2 separate regions of the Aedes aegypti genome follow, and region 1 is linked to region 2. The links are chromatin contacts, called in public Hi-C maps. All regions are on one chromosome and are shown on one strand. The core of a region is the stretch at or near the end of the contact, and the rest is flanking DNA. Distances in the headings are between cores, read along the strand shown. Region 1 overlaps LOC5576869 (mucin-3A). Region 2 holds the start of LOC5576869 (mucin-3A).

Region 1 (2,700 bases), core at 175-2,674, 66 kb after region 2:
TTGGGTTAAGGGATTCATGTGCCAGTTCTGATGTTTTTCTGGCTTCGTACGGCTTGTATTCTTCCCTCCCAAGGATGTTCCGCACCGTGATGGTGTGGTTTAGGTGCATTGTGCTACGGAATGTGGGTTCGATTCTCGCTTCAATTGAAGGAAGCTTTTCGTTAGTCGGAAAATTTTTCACTTGTCCACTGGTAGTTTTTTTGTCCGTTGTCTGATGTAAGTATGTTCAGGCTATTCAGCCTAAAAAATCTTTATCAAGGAAATTTCGCATTTCTTACAGATATATGTTATCTGAATAAACATTTATCAACATATTAACAAAAGATTAGTTTTCGACAGTTTCATTTTCAGTAAAACCAGCAGTTTCTTCGCTTTATGCCGTGTGCATAAATCGCAGAGCCATCCATTATTTTTGCGAGTAAACTTATTTTCCATAAGATTATGAATGTAACAAAATCAATTAAATTAAACTGTTAAAAATATTTTATAGAAAAATGTTGTTTCTTACAAGGCGCAAAATTTCAATCAATGTTACATCACTTATCAATGACATTGGGATGCGAACTTATCATACATATCATGTTTTTGCAAGAAAAATATATTTTTATTAATTTCTTCCAATTTATGCCAACTTTTTCATCATGATCAAATCGAAAACCCACTACACACCATACCATACCACTCGGGTTAATGTAGACGTCGTTTACTATTCCGTATGTACACCCACTTCATTGCACACACCTTCACCGTGCAGCTTGCTCGAATCAAGGAGATATGGGAAACTCTTCGAAAGTGTGGCATCAATGAATTCTGCCCACACAAAACACAAAGGTTTGAGTTTAGAGAGCGCGGAACGTGGTTTGGCATTTTTCCTTCCTCTCCACTTGATTTAATGTTTGTTCGGTCGGCCACCAGAGTATTCACTCAATGCTTTTTGTATGTGCACGATTATTTACTTAATTTGTCCGGGCTGGTGTGATGAATGTGTTCGTGAACCTTTGGTCTAGTGCACGCAAAGTCGATAATGTAACAACAACCGGTGGTTTCTCGAGAGCAAATAAACATAGTGGTGCACGTTTTTCAAAGAAACCATATGGTTTGGCAATTGATGCGCTAATGAAATAATTTCCTTGCCAATGTTGTCTTACCGTAGTTGTTAACTCACCGAGTCATCGAGCCGGGCAACGAATTCCGTCCGACTAACACACGGAAGGGTTGTGAAACGAATCTTCTAATGAGTACACGGTCGGAGATGGATTGCGGGCTCCATTGAGTGGATCCGATCGGTTTAAGTCTTGGTGAGATCGGAAACAGGTTTTGTGCACCGCTGATGGCCGAAGCAGCATTTTTATAAGTATTCCGATGAATGCACCGATCAATATATAGGCATAAGCGGCTATGGTTCTCGTTCACACACCGAGACGAAGGCAAAGCCACTCTGAACGGCATGCCCTCCCAAGTGGAGCCGGTCATCAACGAGGTGACACTGGTGGTTGTGATGGAAGCATCCCAAATCTGGACTGATTGTTATAAAGTTTGACCTTATCAAATGTTGGAAAGGTGAATAAAAACTATTCTACAAATTGCATACTTTCCAATACACCCGATTCGGTTTTTTACAGATTTTTGTACACGGCCGTACAAAATTGTAAAAAGACATGGACACCGTCTTCAGCCATTTAGCTGCACAGACTGTAACTTAACACTAGACAACGGCCAACCATGCTCCAGTGGCACAGCCGAGAAACATTCCTGATGAAAAGTCTCTCAATGGCTGAAGCGGGAATCGAACCCACACCCCATGACACGATGCGCTTAAATGCCGGACGACACTAAGGGGTCGTCCATAAATGACGTAGAATTTTAGGGGGGAGGGGAGTCTTCACGAATTTGTGACGATGTGTGATGAGGGGTAGGGAGGGGTCCCAACTAGTGGACGTAGCATTTTGAATCATGTCGGTAAAAATAGTAGCGTTGAAAATAAATCATTGACAAACAGTATTTTATTGCTTTTTTTGCTTGAGTTTCTAAACGGGTTTAAATACAATAATAAGACAGCTTACAAAACAAATGTGAATATGATATTATATTCGTGTCTAGATTTATCAATCAATAAACAAACAATTTAAAGTTAATTATAAAACAATGGTTTATAGACATGAAAAACATTGTTTTGCATTTGATATCAAGACATAGAATGAACTGTTTTAGTGTTATACCTATTTTCTATTGGAGCTTTATTTCTTCAAAAGAATAGAATATGCTTATTAAGATAAATATTCATATTTTCACAGTAAAACAAGATTCATTATTTAGTGAATAATTTGTTCAACGTCATAGAAGATCTCCGCTCAAGCAACTCATCGATTTGTGTTGATATACCATCGTTCTTGGTGGAATATCCTGGAGAATAATGAGGACGTCAAATTCGAGTGTTATCGAAATTGTCCTATGAATTATCTAAACCACTCAATTTTCACATTTTCAACCTTTTTAGCTGTAAACTTGTTATATGTTTTCATGTTGATAGCTAAAGTACTACAAATTAACCTGTATGAAACTAGAAAGCAAAATTATGTTACTTAAACAGGAAATAAGTCTTCAGTTTTGTTTTCCAAATGACTTTTGGCTGGGGAGTGCCTGGTGTAGTGGTTAGAACTCATGCCTCAATCTCGTAATAAAGATAGAGAAAAAAATATT
Region 2 (2,700 bases), core at 187-2,686:
AGTACGGGTAACAGCAGCGTAAGACTCCCTAGTCCCTCTAGTTTTGGAAGTAACGGCTAGTTCAACGGAATGGTTTTCAGAGACACGGACATATTCTGAGTTGCTGGGTCATAGAATATTGCGCAAATGTAGCCATTAAATTAGAGAGCTGAGTGATCTTCATATGCATTTCAGAAATTTTTTTCTGCAAGTCGTTTAGACTGAACTGATGTGTGCGGCATTCAAAACATAGGTATTTGGGTGAAACATTGCCGAAAATTGTCTAGCACACGGCGTTGCGTATGCGTTTTGTAGACTTTACATTGCAGATATAACTCTTAAAGATTGTACTCCTTAAAAGCTATATAAACAAGTTACTGGAAACTCAATACAAAATGTCCAACAGATTTTACGCGTGTATTTCTTGTAAATTCGCTGGTGGAGTTTCAAAATATTTTTTTTTTTTCCTAAAATGCTTAATTATCAATTACTGGCTTATTGCTCCCTCTTACTTTGAGCAAAATAGACCGATATGCCGGTAAAAAAATTAAATATCTAAAGGAAAGAACTCAATAATTGTTTTATGGCTTAACTAATAAATGTTCACGAAATATTCGGAATACGTTTTCAGGCATTTAAATTCATCAAACTTCTTTGATCACGATTGATATGTTAATAAAAATATTACAAGCAGAGCAACTACAAAAACAATTGTGATAGCTGTATTTATACACGTGCTTTATAAGGTGTTATATTACGTTAAACAATACCTTGATATATGAGAGATCCACTATAAGTGCGTTTCTCTACCTTCAATGTTTACTACTAATTCTATTTTTATGTACATTAACTTTGTTCTACCTTGAAAATATGTTTCAATGTGTTTCCAAAATCGGGAATAAATCGTGCCAAAAACGAGTGTCGCTAAAATCGGGTTTTACCAAATTCGGGAAAGCACTGTATTATTAATATTTCAGATGAGTTTCCAACAAAACCTTAGAGGAATCCTTGGATTAATCTCTGAGGAAATTTTAGTGATTCGAGAAAAATGCTGAGATTTCTGTAATATGTATGGATAAGAATTCCAAAAGAATCCCAATAAATCTTATAACAAAATCATCTTCTTGGTTTAAAAAACAAACCTGCATGCATTTCATTAACAATCTTCAGAAAAAAAATTGTCATAAAGAAGATTCATGCAGAAATAATTGGTGCAGTTCCTAGAGTTGCTCTATTACATACTATATTAACATGGCAACACTGGATGTGTACCAACCGACAATCTATGCTCAACATTGCTCACACTCTCTCAAAATAGCCACCTTCTCTTCCACCAACTTTCAAGCAACGCAATCCATGCCTACAGCCTCTCAGCCCCTGGCCAACATGCAACATAAGCGCGCGCGAGCGATTGTTTCAAGCAAGGTAGAGGCAAGCTGTTCTCTCATCCGCCCGTTAGTTTAGTTTCGTCGGTCGACCTGCTGCGATGCCGGTTATCGGTTCCGTTCCTTTCAAGCTTAACCGAACCGCAATGAGTTCAGGTGTTGAGTTCAGTAGTGTAATGTTTGTGCCTATGCTTAATTTGAATAATCGGGTTCACAGTGCTGCAGCAGTTTGGGATGTCGACCGTTGAGGAAAATAAACGGCAGATGCTATCAATGGCTTCGTAAACTCAGTTAATATTTAATTGATAGTTGTGTGCTTTTATGGGTGATAAGTTGAATAAGGTGCACATAATGTTGTTCGTACGTTAAAATAGTTTTGAAAATGAAGATTGAAATAAGTTGGCATCTGTGATCTGAACTAAGTTCAACAGGTTCAGCGAATAATGTGACGTGTTCTGGATGCTTTTAAGGTATAAAAGTAGATTTAACGAAACATAAGCTGCTGATGAGCTGAAAAATCAAACCATCGAATATGAATTCATTGCAAGTACGTGAATCGTTGTGCGGAACGTCTAGTAGTGGTGTAAACGGAGCGCGAAATTGAAGTTGTAGTAGCGGTTTTAGTCAACGTCCAAGACTTCGCCGCCAACCAGTGCACAACACGATGCAAAGATGCCTTTCGTGCAGCGTGTTGTGACCCCGAAGTATGTTGCACGGTCGACAAAACCGTCCCATTCACGCGGAACAGCTGCGTTGCCGGTTCAAGACTATGAGTTGGAAGCGATCACGAACCTAACGCTGAGCAATGCCCTCCGCCAGCTGGCCTCGCTGGTGCTCATCTCGAACCAGATTTTCACCGAACTCAACAAGGAATTGGCTAGTGTTAGTGAACGATCACTTGGGATAAAACAGCGAATCGACAATCTTTCCAAACGAGTGGAGGAATTTGACCCAAAGCAAGTCGCAGTCCGTAAGTACCCCTCTTCTCTTACATACTCAACCAGTTTCCGAAGCCTCTCGCACAGTCGGAAGCTTCTTTTTCCACTTTGTGCATCTGTTTTCTGTAGGTAAGAAGCTGTGGTCCAGCGATGTAGTGAGGCATGAGAAAATCATGAGATTGGTGGTGTATTTATGAAACCCGATATATTTATGACTGCAGACTCCTTCCGCCATGTTATTGACATTTGACTATAGAATATCCTTAAAAATAGTAACATAATAAAATCATATTTCCATCTCCTAAATATTTTGATTAGTTAGGGGATAATTTTTTTTATTAATAATCATTTATTTCATCTGAAAAGGTTGCAACGATGTTTGCCTAAAATTGTTAAAA

What was found. A called contact is a pair of places that touch in the nucleus more often than the background predicts.
Region 1: a Hi-C map of whole pupa shows a contact between it and region 2, with 2.3 times the contacts expected there. The contact joins the enhancer-like site here to the promoter of LOC5576869 in region 2. A contact is called at or near these places in 2 of 2 Hi-C or Micro-C datasets (whole body and whole pupa).

Annotation. Positions count from the first base shown.
Region 1 is chr1:161,857,772-161,860,471 of AaegL5.0, forward strand. The region is part of intron 1 of LOC5576869 (mucin-3A); the gene reads left to right. Among protein-coding and RNA genes, the nearest start is that of LOC5576869, 66 kb to the left of the region's middle. Within about 2 kb of position 1,425, at least 3 of the 3 cell types and tissues checked have open chromatin away from gene starts, as enhancers often do.
Region 2 is chr1:161,791,410-161,794,109 of AaegL5.0, forward strand. It overlaps LOC5576869 (mucin-3A), which reads left to right and starts at 1,437. Exons shown (of 6, transcript XM_021852790.1): 1 at 1,437-2,334. The coding sequence starts at 2,037.